Linked DNA regions of Mus musculus: all the other regions are linked to region 5. A link is a contact called in public Hi-C, HiCAR-type and HiChIP or PLAC-seq data. All regions are on one chromosome and are shown on one strand. The core of a region is the stretch at or near the end of the contact, and the rest is flanking DNA. Distances in the headings are between cores, read along the strand shown.

Region 1 (3,039 bases), core at 133-2,632, 2.2 Mb before region 5:
GCTCTGCTTTCCCAGACCTTAGTTTTGACACAGCTTACTTTTTTTTTTTTTTTGGATGCGGGGGTTGTCTCTTTGGTTTTTCAAGACAGGGTTTCTCTATGTAGCCCCTGGCTGTTCTGGAACTCTCTCGGTGGGCCAGGAACTCACAGAGACCTGCCTGCCTCTGCCTCCCCGGTGCTGGGATTAAAGGCTTGCGTCACCACCTCCTGGTTTAGAGTCTAGATACTTTTATCACTGCAGGTATAGATACTGTGTTTGAAATGGAAACTGGAAATGTATCGATCTTCTACTAGTAACTTCCTTGACTTTACTCCCCTAGTCTCCTATCTTGAGTATAGTTTATACTCTGATTCCTATCAGTGACGCCAAAGCCTTGCTGCTTCCAGGGTGAAAACCAAGACTTTCCTTGGGGCCTTTGGACTACGGGAGGCTGTGCTGACGCACTGAAAACCACATCCTGCCTTACTTTGAATGCTGCCCCAATGTTCTGATCCTTGGTCCTCATAAGACTTAATTCTCTGTAGCCTCGAGCACCTAATGTTTGCACAAAATGGTAGCTACTTCCTCCACTCCCAAGCACCTTCAGCAACTTCCAGGGACACAGACGAGGCTCGCCCTGCAGAGTGAGCACACCCAGGGGTGCTTAGTACCACAGCCTTGATCTGTCTCTGTGGGAAGTCTAGCCCCCACCATCCGAACATCTGGCCTTCATACCCCCTAGTCTTTCAGACTTTATCTTTCCTAAAAGGTAGGGATGGCAATCATGCAATTAACTGGACCCCCTCTCCTTCCCAATTGTACTCTTGTGCGGGGGCGGAAGGGAGGGCATATACCACAGAGTCCTTTTATCCAGCCCACTATCTAATCTTGGCATCGATCTGCTTTAAAGACCCCGATCTTAGAAACCTTCGGAACACCTTACCCCTACCGCGGTATTTAAAACCCTTCCATTGCTCCCGGTCCCCAATTGCAAGAGGAAAACACCTTCCTTGCCACAGCCTTGCAAAACTGCTTGTTTCTCTCGCTTCACTCGCGACGTCTTCAGCGAAGGCTTCTGGCGGACTCCGCGTTCTGCCCGGAACTAATGGACGTGAACGTAGCGAGGCGTAACTCCCGCGAAAGGAATAATAAGTCCTCGGCTTCACTCTGCGTCTCACTCCCTTCCACACTGAGAGCACTCGGTTCGCCGAGACTGGGAATTGGATACCGCGGAACCGCTAAACCCTTCCGCCCGCACCAAGCACAGCCCGTGGGCGCGCCCGGCGCTCGCAGCCCAGCCCTTCTGATTGGCTGCTGCGAGGTAGGGCGGGGCGCGGGGGCGTCGCGGAAAGATGACGCAACGGCACAGCTCCTTAAAGGCGCCGTCCGCACGCGCTGCCGATGGCGCAGGCGCGTTGTTGAACTTCCAGCTCTGACTCCAGAGCTTCACTCAGTCCGGGCGGGCGGGCGAGCGGACGCGAGGAGTGGCCGGCGGGGACGTGCGCGGGACTCGGGCGGGCGGGTCGGGCAGGTGGCGGCGGAGGAGCGGGAGGCGCGATGGCCGAGGGCAGCGCTGTGTCCGACCCTCAGCACGCCGCGCGCCTGCTGCGGGCGCTCAGCTCGTTCCGGGAGGAGGCGCGTTTCTGCGACGCGCATCTGGTCCTCGACGGCGAGGAGATCCCGGTGCAGAAGAACATCCTGGCGGCGGCCAGCCCGTACATCAGGTGAGCGGGCGCCGCCGCCCATCGCCTCCGCATCCCTCCCTCTCTCTCTGGCCTGGCCGCCTGCGGCTCCAGTGGCTCTGCCGCCGCGCCCCTCGGGCGCCCATGGGCCTCTCCACCGAGATCGCCCCGATCCCGGAGTCCCTGGAGGTCCGCAAAAGCCCCAAACACGGTGTACAGGCCGTCCTGGACCCGCACCCGCGAGCAGGGCGGGGCTGCTCCGGGAAGAGCCGCCCCTTCGCCCCGACAGGCCCCGCCCGGCCCGCGGAGCCCCGCAGAAGTTTTACCTCCGAGTCACCGCACAGTGGGCCGGCCAGGTTTTGCGCGGGGAAGCCAAAACAAACACCCGCGGCTTAGGCAGAAGGAGAACCCTGTAAGAGGTCGGTGGGAAGCCCCCACCCCCAAAGCCCAACTGTCACTTTGCCACTCCCTTGTTACAAACAGGCAAAACTGTTGCGAATTTGAGAAGACCCGGGGTCGTTCTTTGGCTACAGTTACCACCGAGGACCCAGCGATTGTAACCACCAAGAGGGCACTGTAAAACTTAAGCGACGCAAACCTTAGCCCAGTTTACTAGGTTAATGAAAAGGTTGAGACCAAGCTTATAGCATCGGATCAGAATTTGTGAGATGGGCTCCTGTCTTTTCTTTAGCAACTTTCCTTCAGGCAAACTGGTTTGCTCTTTTAATATGGGGGGTGGGGGGGGGCACTAAAAGGTAGAGAAAGTGCCCAGTAAGCTGGTTAAATATAGACGAATGATAGCAATGTCACTAGAATTGACAGATCAGAAAATGGAAAATTATGTGTATGCCGTTTCTTAGGGCTCTGTCCCAGCAGAACTCGGACACATATGCTGTTCTTGAATCTTTGCTTTTGGAGACCTTCGAACTCCAGAAGCAATCCAAGTGCCCTTGAAACTTCTGGCTTTTAGCCTAGCCTGGCCTTACAACATTGGGCTCTTTGTGGACTTAGGGGTCAGGTGTCTGTGAACAAGAAATTTAGATCACCAATATGACAGCTCAGGGCTGGCAGTTCAGAGGTTAAGGCAGTCAATCAAACTGAATTTCCAGGCCAGACCTTTCCCGTAACAGAGTAATCCTAGTTTGGGAAATGCTTAGGAAAACTACAATGGATGCAGTATTGTTACAGATCCTTAAATGGCACCCAGCTCTAAAGTCGCATATCCTGAAACACTGTCTCCATCTTTCTCTGTGATACTTACCACTGCAGTAAACCCTGTATTTTGCTCATCTCCGTGAGCCACAATGTAAAGTCAGTAGGCCAAGGATTTTTCTTTTGTTTCTTGCTGGGACCTTCCTAGAGGGACTGGTGCCTGGTG
Region 2 (3,205 bases), core at 315-2,814, 2.3 Mb before region 5:
CAGGGGAGGAAGCACAGCCTGTTCTAGAACGTTCTAAAACCCTGAACGACTCTCTGCTCAGCTCTCACCCTCCTACCTCCACAGTTGGGCTATGTGAAGGCAAGCCCTGTGGCTCTCTCCCTCTCTCCTCAAACTCTGTCTGTCTGTCTGTCTGTCTGTCTGTCTCTCTCTCTCTCTCTCTCTCTCTCTCTCTCTCGTGTGTGTGTGTGTGTGTGTGTGTGTGTGTGTGTGTGTGTGTGTGTGTGTGTGTGTGAGCTTGTCTATAGGCCAGAGGACAACTTTGGCAGTTGCCTTTTCTGGTACCATCCATCTTATCTATTTATTTTTGAACTCACCAAGGGGCTAAGCTGGTTGGCCATCAGCTAAGGAGCTGCCTGCCTCAACCTCCTGAGTACTGGGATTGTATACATGCAGCAGGCAGCAGGCAGCAGGCAGCAGGCAGCAGGCAGCAGGCAGCAGGCAGCAGGCAGCAGACAGCAGACAGCAGACAGCAGACAGCAGGCAGTACCAGCACCAGGCTTGGCTTGGCTCCCCCACCCTTTTTTTTAACCCTGAGTCCTGAGAGTTGATCTCAGGGTCTTTCTTTGGCAAGTAGAATACTCTACTGACTGATCCCTGTCTCCAATCCCAAAGCATCTTTAGTTTTATAATTTCTTTAATTACATAAGACAGGGAGATCATACATATTCACGAGGTGTCCTGTGGTGTTTTGATTCCTGTATATGTGGTGGAGTGTGGAAGCCTTCTGCTGCTCTCCTGGCTGAGGGCGTCACTTCGAGCAGCAGGAACCGAGAATCCCCCAATTCCCACCCTATGCTCTCAAAAATGCAGTGTGGATTTTAGTCTTTGGGTCCTCCCTCTTATCAGTCTGAGTTGAACTGAAGGGTTCCCGATGGACTGGCTATGCAGAAGGCCTCAGGGATCCTCCTGTCTCTGCCTCCCAGCTCTGGAATTCATTCGGGTGCTCTGGGCAGAATTCAAAGCCTCGCTTGTGCACAGGCCCTGACGTTGTTTTGTGTTTTAATTGTTCTTTGGTTCCCGAAAAAGCCAAGTCTTTGTCTTCCCCATCTTTGCTTTTTAAATGGGCACATGACACATCTTTGAGCCCTCCTTCCAAAAAGAAAACCAATCAAGTGTCCGTTGATAGGATTTTTTTTAAGAGTGGGAACGAACCAAGCCCCAGGTTAAAATCAAAGCCTTCTCTCTCTGTTTGCAGAAGGCAAAGATGTCACCAGCCCACAACTTGCAATAGTGCGGTCAATGTCTTTGATGGTCCCCTCGCTTGAAGAGCCTTTGCTGATCCCAAATGCTGTTCTCTCTGCTCTAACCATAAATGCATCCAGTTCTCAGGATGGGCTAGCTCGGGCAAACTCAGCAGAACGCGCCAAATCATCTCTTCCGACTCAGAGCGGAGCCTTCCTTGGCTAAGCTAAAAGTGAAATCAGAGCGGAGGAGTTGGAAAAACACTAATGGGATTAAAGATTAGCAGTAACACATGGCTTGGGAACTGACCTTTGACCTAACACACACACACTGTATAAATTACCCAGCAGCTTCCGGCAGCAGGCAGAAGCACCGGTCAGCTTGGGGAAGGGACACAGAGGAAGAGACGGAGTGTACAGGGACCAAGGATGATGTCAAGGAGCAAAGAGCAGGAAGACAGGAGGCTTTGAGCACACACGGCTTTGTCTATTCCAGTAACAACCCCCTTGCTGCCGCTCACCGGTTCCATGGAGATAATATTTGGCCAGAATAAGAAAGAACAGCTGGAGCCAGTTCAGGCCAAAGTGACAGGTGAGACTTCTGTATTTAGATGGGCATTTTCCTCACCCCCTCCCCCTCCCTTTATCCCTCACCCCCACTCCCACCTCCACCTCCCCTGCCCCATGTTAGAAGTTGCTTTTGGAAGCCTGGAAACCCATATATGGCAACAGGATGAGCCAGTATCCAGAAACAGTCTCTGTAACCAATAGGGTATGTTTCTACACGGTAACTCGGTGTCCACGGGGAGAGCAATCCTTTCTCACTGTCTCCAGAGGAGTGTTGGGAATGCTCCGATAGCCACGGTGCAAGTGGGGGAGACCAGAGGACAACTTGTAGGAGCTGCTTCTCGCCATCATGTCGGTCCCAGGGATGGAACCCAGGTTGTCAGGCTTGGCTGCAAGCCTCTTTCAGGCACTTATGATTACAGTGGGTAGTGGGAACTGAACTCAGGCCCTCAGGAACTGGAAGCAGTGTGTGCTCTTAGGCACTGCACCATCTTTCCAAACCCTCTCTCTTTAAGTTTTCGTAAGACAAGATAGATGTCTCTCAGTCAGGGTTACCATCGCTGTGACAAAACACCCTGAACAAAGCAACTTGGGGGAGGAAAGGGCTTGGCTTCCACTCTCTGCATCCCTGTTCATCATCTAAGAAGTCAGGACAGGAACTCAGGGCAGGAACCTGGAAGCAGGGGCTGATGCAGAGGCCATGGGGGGTGCTTACCAGCTTGCTCCCCGTGGCTCTCTCTTCATAGATAGTTGATGGAGAGCGCTCCTGAAAGTGATCCTTCAAACTCAAACACGCTAAGGCTCAGGTGCCACCCTCAAGTCCACATTCACCTCATTACTTGAAGCAAGACCTCTCACCAACCTGGAACTTACCAGTTAGACTGACTAACAAGTCCCAGGAATCCTCCTGCCTCTGCCTCCCCAGCACTGGGATAACAAGCCCATGTTATCTCTCATGGCTGACCTTTTGTCACATGGGTTTGGAAGGCCAGCTCAGGACCTCCTGCTTGTGTGGTAAGCACTTTATCCACCGAACCATCTCCCCAGCCTCTAGAATATTCTCTCATGTGGTGAAGCAAACGTTCTCCCTCAAGACTCTGCCTGTCACCTCCAGAAAGCCACTGCTTCCCAGCTCTTAGCCAGGCAAGGCACTTCTGTTCTGCACAGCTCAGGGCTGCAGCGCTGCTTCTGGCAAAATGTATTTGGAGAGCCTATTTGTCCATCTCTTAATGGACAGCGGGCGACTTCAGAGTAGGGACAGCGTCTGTCCTCCTTGGTCCTCTTCAGTGCTAGCAAACTGCCTGCCCTATTATACCTTTTCTAGATAGGACCGTGGAATACACGGACAGATAATGAATAGTATATTCCGTGCACTTAGTTCCTTTTTTATGACCCTCCCACATTCCATCCCCCCACCCCCACCCCTTTCTTTCCGA
Region 3 (3,163 bases), core at 208-2,707, 2.1 Mb before region 5:
TGTGGGGGCTATTTCAGAAGAGGGAGGGGGCATTTCCTTAAAATTTTCTCTTCCCTTCCCTTCCCTTCCCTTCCCTTCCCTTCCCTTCCCTTCCCTTCCCTTCCCTTCCCTTCCCTTCCCTTCCCTTCCCTTCCCTTCCCTTCCCTTCCCTTCCCTTCCCTTCCCTTCCCTTCCCTTCTCTTCTCTTCTCTTCTCTTCTCTTCTCTTCTCTTCTCTTCTCTTCTCAGACATATACTACAAGTTGGCTTCGAACGCACAGCCAAAGATGACCTTGAATTCAAGTGCTTGCTTCCAACTTCCTTAGAGCTAGGATTATATGCTCATGCCACCTTGTGGGGTTAGGTAGTGATGTAGTGTCCGAGAACCAATCTAGGGTCTTGTGCATGGTAGATAAACACTCTCCTGACAACTGAGGTACACCCCCAGTCCTATTTATTTATCTTATTTTGTTTTTAAAAACAGGGCCTTCTGTCTCGACTGGCCTGAAATTTACTATGTAGCTCAAACTGGCCTTGCGCCCACAGCAATCCTCCTGCCTCAGCCCCCCCTGAGTACTGAGCTTGTAGTGGTGAGCGACCATGCATAGCTCTGTGGAGCGGGATAGTTTCAACCCCAAGAAACTGTTCTGTGGACCCATCTGGCCATCCCTGGGGAAGCAGCTTGTGTTGGAAAGGCGGTGTCAGGGGTGCAGCGGGCAGAACCCCAGCTTTCGGCCCAGTCTTGGACTAGGAAGGGGAAGTACTGGTCGGCATCCTCTTGGTCATGGGGCTGACTTTATTTCCCAAGCCCGGCCCAGGATGGCGTGGTGGTTAGGGGCGCAGGGCTAGTGCTCAGCTGTGCACCCTCGGGGGCGCGGCCCGCGTGACGTCCCCTCGAACACTACCCACATTCCGGGGCGCGGCGCGGGGACTGTCGACGCTTGCCCAACCCCGGCCCCCTCCCCAGGGGCCGCCCCTCCCGTCGGGCCGCGCCCGCCTCCACCAAGTCCCCGCCCGGGGCCCGGCCCATCCCGGACTCCGCCCGCCCCGGGGAGGCCGAAGCCGCTGTTGCCGCCATTGACGTCAGAGGGCGGGCACATGACCCCGCGGGGACCAATCGCGCGCGCCAGCCTCCCGCAATCTCCCCGGCAGCCGGCGCGGCCCCCGCCCGCAGCACACACTCGCGGACGGACGCGGACACACGCACCGCACAGCGCGCCCGCGCGAGGCCGAGACACGCCCGCGCCCGCCGTCCCCGGCGCCGCCCCCGCCCCCCGAGGACCCGATCCTCTCTGCGCCCCGCGATCGCCCGCCGCCCTCGCCGCAGTCGCCAACCCGTTCGCGCCGGCATGCGCCCCAGCAGCTAGAAGGAAGCAGCCCAGGAAGCGCCCCGCGCGCCCCCGCCTGCCCCCGCGCGCTCCCGTTCGTCCCCGCGGGGCGCCCCCAGCCCACGCCCCCCCACCTTCCCGGCGGTGGGGGGGTGCGGGCCCTCCGCGGGGGCCCCGCCGGCCCGGCCCCACGCCAGCCGCGATCGCGCGCGCGGCCCCCGCCCCGGCGCGGCCATGGATGTGACGAGCAGCTCGGGCGGCGGCGACCCCCGGCAGATCGAGGAGACCAAGCCGCTGCTTGGGAGCGACGTGTCTGGCCCCGAGGGCACCAAGGTGATGGGCGCCGTGCCTTGCCGCCGGGCCCTGCTGCTTTGCAACGGGATGAGGTACAAGCTGCTGCAGGAGGGCGACATTCAGGTCTGTGTCATCCGGCACCCTCGGACCTTTCTCAGCAAGATCCTCACCTCCAAATTCCTGAGGCGCTGGGAGCCGCACCACCTAACGCTGGCCGACAACAGCTTAGCATCCGCCACGGTGAGTGGCCCTGCGTGGCCGTGGGGCTTCCCAAGCTGGGGTCCCTCGGGACCGAGGCGCCCCGCTGCTTGTCTCCGAGCGCGCGGCCCCCTAGTCCCGGCCTGCGCACGGGGCTGGGCTGGAACCTCTAGACTTGATCCTCCAAGGCAGGCTATGGGAATCCTCTTTCGTGTCCTGGACACTTAGCCCACCCGGGCTGAGCGCTTGGGGACTTTTGCCTAAACGCTTGCGTTTCTGATGTCTGGGACCCTAGACTGGGCCCTGAGGATAGTGGTGTTTGTTCCTTTTCTGAACTCGTTGCCCATCTGGATCTGAGCTACAGGAGAAAACAAAACGCAACCCTCTCCTCCATAAAAGCCGTAACCCCCCAGCGCCAACAATTTCCAGAAAGCAACTCCTGCGTTTGCTTTAGCCTGCCTTTACCCTTTTTTTTTTCCCCTGCCGGGCCTGGCAAGGCAAAACCGGGTGCCTGCCCTTTCTAAAAATCTCCTTCGCACGTTAGGAGGTTGGAGGGTGGGGGGCAGGGGGCCGAGGTCCTGGACCCGCTCAGACCCTGGGATAGTCGAGTTCTCTGGGTAGAAGCAGCTGGGCTGCCCAGCCTGCCCTTGCGTTGTCTGTGGAGCGTGTGTAAGCATGTTTTGTGGCTGCGTCCTGTTTTGTTACAGTTTTTTTTTTTTTTTTTTTTTTTTTTTTTTTTTTTGCTGTGTGGCCAGGGCCAGGTCAGCTGGATGAGATGGAGAAAGGAGGATCTTACTAGTTGCTTTCGGAAATCGAATCTGCAAATGGTGGCCTTCTTCCTCCTGGGGACAGACAGCTGTGGTGGGGTCGAGGAGGGGGAGTGGGGGCGGTGGGCAGGGCCTATACAGGATGCTTTGTGTTTTCCAACAAGGGCAGTTTCAAATACAGGCTCTGGCTGGGCCTTAGCCTGGCGCTTGGGGACTTATCTTTGTAGGGGCCCCCTTCTTGTCTAGAACGGACCGTACCCCCGTGGCAGGCTCCGTGGTGTTTACTAAACATCATGGGAGGGGGCAGAGTGCACCGCCTTGCTCACACCTGTGCCAAGAAAGCCCAGCCAGGAAACAGGGTGTTGCTTACATGCATGCCACAAATGTGTAGCGTGTGTAGACATTGCCTCGGCATCCATGTTCCCTTGGTGGTGTGTCACAAACTGTGACACATGCTCCGAGGAATGGGGAGTGGGGAAAAGTTAGCCTAGACACCCTGCTGCCTGAGTCCACTTCCCCTACCCCTTTGTGGTACATGAGGACATTTATTCTGAATTTTGGCTCTGATATACTCAAAACCACCAATTTTTTGGTTTTT
Region 4 (3,184 bases), core at 466-2,965, 2.2 Mb before region 5:
TTCTTCCTCCTCGGTGTCTTCTCCCTCTTCCATTTTTTCCTTCTTCCCTCTCTCCATCTTCAGCTCCACCTTCCCTTTTATCTGCCCAATCATCAGCTCTCCTTTATTTTAAAAATTAAGGGGGGTAGCAGGTTTACAGGAAATCACCTGAGTGCTGACTCATTCTTTGTTCAAAACCACTCACAGGAGAACGGAATTAACATCAAATATAATTAGCCCCAGAACTATCCACAACATATGGATACACTGTAACTGTACAGATGGTTGTGAGTCTTCATGTGGTTGTTGGGGATTGAATTTTAGGACCTCTGCTTGCTCTGGTGGCCCCGCTTGCTCTGGCCAACCCCACTCACTCCAGCCCAAAGATTTATTATTATAATTAAGTACACTGCAGCTGTCTTCAGACACACCAGAAGAGTGCATCAGATCTCATTGCGGGCGGTTGTGATCCACCATGTAGTTGCTGGAATTTGAACTCAGGACCTTCAGAAGAGCAATCAGTGCTCTTACCCACTAAGCCATCTCGCCAGCCCCTCCACCTGTTTTCAAGGCAAACACATTAGTAATGGAGCCATCTTCTGAGCTGCATCTGGCCTTCCTGAGCACACGGGCAGACTCCCTCAGTCTCCTTCCATCCCATGCATCACCTGGTTCATTCCAGGAAACATGGGGGACGTCACCTATGCAAGTGCATCCCATGGGGCTTTTGGGAACTTGGAGTAGGTGTATCAGACCCTCTGCCTTATGCACCAGCCCTTTATTGGAGCCTATCACACTAAGTACAACCAGTCTGGGGTGTCCCTGGCAAGTGGAGAAGGCCGCTCTGCACCAGAGCCCACACAGGACTTTTTCTCTGTTTCCACAGGGCCCCTGAGCACTAGGCAGGGCCTGAGTAGTCAGGGCTCAGTAGAGGGCCCACTCAGGAAAATAGACAGACCAACAGCCTCCAAGTGTAATGTGCTCAGGCTAAAAGCTCCAAGGACTTGTGGTTACTGCTGTCCTTCAAAATCCCCTGACATCTGTAATGGCAACTGTGGGCTCAGGACACAAGACTTTGTCTCCGGCTGGGGGCTGGCCTCAGTTTTCTTATCTGAATAATGGGCTTGATGATAATCCAGTCCCCGGGATACATTGTAACTCTCACTGAGAGACAGCTGTTGGGTGGGTGTTATTCTGTCCATGTAAACAAGATCAAAAGAAGAACCCTTGAGAGCTCTTAGTTTTTATTTGGTTTGAGGCTGAGTCTCACATAGCCCAGGTTGATTTCAAACTTACTAAGTAGTGGCCTTGACCTTGAAATTATGTTTCTTCTGCACCCACCATCTCAGTGTTGGGCCTCTAGGTGTATGTGCCCACTATAGTCCAGGCAGAGCTGTGGATGGAAACTTTCGCATGCAAGGTGAGCCCTCTACCAACTAAGCTACATTCTCAGATCAAGAACAGTACTTTTCCCCAAAAATACTTTTAATATTATGGGGATTTTGTGGGCTAGGGTGAATCCTTCACATCTTCTCTCCATGACCAGTTTCCTTGTCTTTGTTATCATAGGGCTACAAACTTCCAAATACTTTCTCATTCCTGGTTTAGTCTTCTGGCATCCAAGTGCAGTGGTAGAAATGGCCAGCAGAGGGCGTCGAAACCCACGAGGATTCAGCCTCTAGGCTCTCGGAGTGGTAGCCTGGAACCCGGAAGCAGGAAGAGAGCTCTAGCTGCCTGTCACCTGTGCCCTCCTAGCCAAGTTCAGTACAGAACCCTAGTACCCTGGGGACTTTGTTGCTGACGCAGAGGCAGAATTGGAAGTCCCTGCACCTTTCCCGATCCTGACCCAAAGTGGTCCCCGACTTCTGGAGATCTGATTGGCTCATACCCTGCCTCAGGGTAGCCATGACCACTGTGAAGGAAAATTGCTGGGAGGGAACTGCGTCTATAAATATTGATTGATCGATAAGGACTTCTGTGATGGGAGAGGTTGGAATGTTGCAGGTCCAGAGCCAGATTATCTTGGACCATCTTTAGCCAGTCGTAGCCATTTTTTTGCCCTCCTCTGTGTGTGACCTAACATCCTTCTGGTTATTAGTTAAGTTGTTTGGAATGCATAGAGACCCCCTCGCTCCTGACAACCCCAAAGCTAAGGATGTGGTCAGATAATATCTGGTGCCTCTTATAGACATGTCTCTGCGTTGCTGGGACCCACTTAACCTGGTGTCTCCACCAAAGTATTTAAAACACATTTATCTATGATTCTCCTAGTCCAGTTCCTATTAATAGTTTCATAAAACAGTTACTACACTGGAAAATGGAACTTGGGTACCTTGAATCTGCAGTGCATGGTCACTTAAATTTTTTTTCCCCCAGAAACAGTCTTTCATTCCTTTTAAAGTGAAAGCTGAATTTTTTGCATCAACACTACACAGTAGATGTTCTTTAAAAATTTTTTTTTAGATTTATGTATTTAATTTTATTTTTATTTTTTATTAGATATTTTCTCAATTTACATATCAAATGTTATCCCCTTTCCTGGTTTCCCCTCCTAAAACCCCCTATCCCCTCCCCCTGCTCACCAACCCACCCACTCCTGCTTCCTGGCCCAGGCATTCCCCTACACTGGGGCATAGAACCTTCACAGGACCAAGGGCCTCTCCTCCCATTGATGACTGACTAGGCATCCTTTGCTACATATGCAGCTGAAGCCATGAGTCCCACCATGTGTGCTCTTTGGTTGGTGGTTTAGTCCCTGGGAGTTCTGGGGGAACTGGTTAGTTCATATTGTTGTTCCTCCAGATTTATTTATTTATTTTATTTTAAGTATATGAACCTCTGGCTGGAGAGATGGCTCAGTCGTTACGAGCACTGGTTGCTCTTTCCAAATGTCTTTAGTTCAATTCCCAGCAACCACATTCTGGCTTACAACCATCTATAATGGGTCCCTGAGAGGACTACACACCTAAGTGTATATATGTGCACTGCATGGCACTGCACGTGTGAGTTGTACCTGTGGATCCCCTGGAACTGACGTCATCGATGGTTACAAGAGGAATAGACACAGGTCCTCTGTAAGAGCAAGTGCTCTTAATCATGATGTCCCACCTCCCTCCCCACCTCCGCCTCAGTGAACATTCTTGGCTGTGTCCAGCCAGTCAGTATCATCTGGTATCATCTGAGGATGACTTGCAACATCCTCAGG
Region 5 (2,987 bases), core at 166-2,665:
AGACAGCAAAGCCAAACTGGATCCTACCACATGGGTCAGAAAGAGAGTCACAGACTCGAGTTAGGATAAAGTGACTTTCCCCCTAGCTGGAAGGCACGTGGTCCATCTTAAGTTCTTATCAAAGAGCCAGGTACAGGTTGGAGCCTGGATCCGGTTGTAAGGTCCCAGACGTCATTCTTGGGATTTGGTCTATCGATAGTTTGAAGAGAAACCATGCACCAAAAAATGAACTGTGGTTTCTCTAGGACAGTCACAACAGTCTGGATCCAAGATGACTGTCATCATATCAAGCTGAATCCATACAGAGCCTACTCTACCAGTCTGATTCCTTTTTGCAGTTATTTTAATGTGACTCCCTCCCTCAGATGGTAAACTGAAGGAGAATGAGCAGGGCTATTTCAAATGCAAGCCTAGGGTGGGCCTGGAACTCACCAAACAATTGAAAATCATTTCACTGAAAGAATGAATGAATGAATGAATGAATGAGGCCCAGCAAGGAAGCTGGTAGGGAAGAGATTCTTCCTATACCCATTTCCGGCATGACCAGACGGAAGCTCTAGGATGCAGCAGGAGGCATGGGCTGGGTCTCCAGCAGTTCTGTCTGGGTGGGATTCTTGACATGAGCCAGAGAGTACCTAGGGAGGGTCTGTTGGGAGAGACCCTGTTCTACTGTCCGCGGGTCGGGACAGGGTCAAAATGTCAAGTCAGAGAATTACTCTGAGAATTACATGCTTGGTGTGTACATGTGCATATACATTTCCTTGTACACACGTGTGGGGGTGCACGTATGTACATGTGTGGTTCTGGAAGCCAGAAGACACCTCGAGTGATGGCGCTACCCGCATACTTTTTGTTTGGTTGGTTTGGAGATAGGGTCTCTGGCTGACCTAGACTTACCTTGTTATCTGGACTGGCTGGCTCTTGTCCACCTCCCTGAGCTAGGACTACAAGCGTTTTCCCATGGGTTCTGGATATGAACTCAAGTTCTCAATCACTTTATCAAATGAGCCATCCCCATTCCTAGGAGACCTAGTCCAGCATGCAACCTTAAATTTCTCAGCTCCTCACCTACGCTAGATCCGAACCCTAGCACAGGAGGCTGCGTGCATAGCACGGTCCCGGGAAGAGCTGAGATGTCAAGCTCTCAGATCAAGAGAAGCGCGTGCGTAGTGGGGAAAGGGACTGAGGCGGTGACTCTCAGAACAGGTGTAAGGATGCAAGCCAAGAGGGCGAGTCAGGTGCCCCGGGGCTACCGGGTTCCGGGGACCTTTGGCTGCACTTGGCCTCCGGCCTGAGAAAGCCACCTCGCCCCTCCCCCGCCGTTCTACCCCCCGATTGGCCAATGTCTCCGTCCGCCGTCCGGCCTCGGCCAATGGGGCCGGCGAGAAACCGGAAGCCGGAGCCGGAAGCGAGGCAGAGGCCCGCTCTCCAGTGGCGTCTCCCGCTAGCAGCTGTCGCGGAGCTGTCATGCGAGGCCTCGGGCCAGGCTTGAGGGCTCGGCGCCTGCTCCCACTGCGGTCCCCGCCGCGGCCTCCGGGGCCCCGGGGACGTCGGCTGTGCGGCGGGCTCGCGGCCAGCGCCATGGACGAGCTGCTGCGGCGAGCCGTGCCCCCGACGCCGGCCTACGAGCTGCGCGAGAAGACGCCGGCGCCCGCCGAGGGCCAGTGCGCCGACTTCGTGAGCTTCTACGGCGGCCTGGCCGAGGCGTCCCAGCGCGCCGAGCTGCTCGGCCGCCTGGCTCAGGGCTTCGGCGTGGACCACGGCCAGGTGGCCGAGCAGAGCGCCGGGGTGCTGCAGCTGCGCCAGCAGGCGCGCGAGGCGGCCGTGCTGCTGCAGGCGGAGGACCGGTTGCGCTACGCGCTCGTGCCGCGGTATCGCGGCCTCTTCCATCACATCAGCAAGCTGGACGGCGGCGTGCGCTTCTTGGTGCAGCTGCGGGCCGATCTGCTGGAGGCGCAGGCCCTCAAGCTGGTGGAGGGGCCGCACGTCCGGGTAAGGCCCCGCCCGGGCCACCGCGACCCCGGGGCCGCCGCCCCCCGCCACCGCCCCGGGGCCCTGCCCACTTCCCACTCCCCACTCCCCAGACCCTTACCCATGCCCCTGCAGCCACCTCGCCGGCCTCAGATACCACGGTGCTTACTGCGTGGTTCGTAGCACTATCCTCGGGGGTCACTGTCGGGTGTGACACCCATTGCGCTTACTCCAAAATAGCTCTAGTTTTAACTGCGCTGTTCTTGAACAAGGATGGAACACGGCTTTGGGCAAAGTTTGGGCACCTCCCACGAACGTCCATCACCCTAACAGGTTACACGAAATGCACAAACATGGCCAAAAGTCAAGGTCACCACCGCCTGGGTCTCTAAAGCCTCCAGTCCTCTTTCTGCAATCTGACTTTGGACAAGAGATTTGATTCCAAACCCCCAGCCCCAGACGCAGTGATCCTAAGTTGACTTTTTAGTACCTGTGCTAGTCAGCAGCTTACCCAGCGATATCATGTAGCGTACAGATAACGGAGGTGTATATAGCTGAGACCCAAAGGATTGTCTAGCATAGCTGCCAGCCATTAATATTCAATAAAGAGGAGCATTGACCCTGAGTTCATACACAATGATATCACCATTTCAGAAGTCCCCAGTGTTCAAAGCCTCATCTGCTTTTTTCCTGACCTGCTTGAAACAGGCATGGCCATTTTTACTTCCATTCTGTCCTTTCGGTTGACACCTATCTCCTTTAGAGTGAAGGACATGACACGCTGAGGTGATGAGCTGTCCAAGACTTCAGATATACATCCCCTGATCCAGGCTCCTTTGCACTGCTATGTGCAGGTTTACAGACTTCTCATTTTGATTGCTTAACCCTTGGTGTAGTTAAGGGATTAATATGAGTCAGGGTCTCTCACTGAGACTTGAGACTCACCAGTTAGATTAGGTAAACTGCTCAGTAAGCCCCAGAAATATTCCTGTCCCATCTTCCCAATGCCAGCAAAC

What was found. A called contact is a pair of places that touch in the nucleus more often than the background predicts. HiCAR-type assays count read pairs that join an accessible place to other places. HiChIP or PLAC-seq counts read pairs in DNA pulled down with a chosen protein or histone mark.
Region 1: an H3K27ac HiChIP or PLAC-seq map of large pre-B cells shows a contact between it and region 5, with 5 times the contacts expected there. The contact joins the promoter of Gan here to the promoter of Mlycd in region 5. A contact is called at or near these places in 2 of 39 promoter capture datasets (cranial neural crest and liver) and 2 of 115 datasets of contacts at active chromatin or transcription factors (embryonic forebrain and large pre-B cells).
Region 2: a contact with region 5 is called in an H3K4me3 HiChIP or PLAC-seq map of forebrain, with 18 times the contacts expected there. The contact joins the promoter of Bco1 here to the promoter of Mlycd in region 5. A contact is called at or near these places in 2 of 39 promoter capture datasets (hippocampal neurons and liver) and 2 of 115 datasets of contacts at active chromatin or transcription factors (astrocytes and forebrain).
Region 3: a HiCAR-type map of astrocytes shows a contact between it and region 5, with 6 times the contacts expected there. The contact joins the promoter of Cmip here to the promoter of Mlycd in region 5. A contact is called at or near these places in 2 of 39 promoter capture datasets (cranial neural crest and hippocampal neurons) and 6 of 115 datasets of contacts at active chromatin or transcription factors (astrocytes, embryonic forebrain, embryonic hindbrain and 3 more).
Region 4: a contact with region 5 is called in a Hi-C map of the G1E-ER4 cell line, with 2.5 times the contacts expected there. The contact joins the enhancer-like site here to the promoter of Mlycd in region 5. A contact is called at or near these places in 2 of 39 promoter capture datasets (hippocampal neurons and liver), 2 of 484 Hi-C or Micro-C datasets (the G1E-ER4 cell line and cortical neurons) and 2 of 115 datasets of contacts at active chromatin or transcription factors (embryonic forebrain and forebrain).

What each region holds. Positions count from the first base shown.
Region 1 is chr8:117,156,599-117,159,637 of GRCm38.p6, forward strand. It overlaps Gan (giant axonal neuropathy), which reads left to right and starts at 1,383. Exons shown (of 11, transcript NM_001081151.2): 1 at 1,383-1,703. The coding sequence starts at 1,537.
Region 2 is chr8:117,094,301-117,097,505 of GRCm38.p6, forward strand. Bco1 (beta-carotene oxygenase 1) reads left to right here and starts at 1,565. Exons shown (of 11, transcript NM_021486.3): 1 at 1,565-1,794. The coding sequence starts at 1,731.
Region 3 is chr8:117,255,562-117,258,724 of GRCm38.p6, forward strand. It overlaps Cmip (c-Maf inducing protein), which reads left to right and starts at 1,458. Exons shown (of 21, transcript NM_001163262.1): 1 at 1,458-1,840. The coding sequence starts at 1,541.
Region 4 is chr8:117,223,101-117,226,284 of GRCm38.p6, forward strand. No RefSeq gene overlaps it. Among named protein-coding and RNA genes, the nearest start is that of Cmip, 32 kb to the right of the region's middle. Within about 2 kb of position 1,716, at least 169 of the 459 cell types and tissues checked have an H3K27ac peak or open chromatin away from gene starts, as enhancers often do. A contact at or near this core is called in the G1E-ER4 cell line and liver, where this site is marked.
Region 5 is chr8:119,393,479-119,396,465 of GRCm38.p6, forward strand. Mlycd (malonyl-CoA decarboxylase) reads left to right here and starts at 1,416. Exons shown (of 5, transcript NM_019966.3): 1 at 1,416-1,992. The coding sequence starts at 1,468.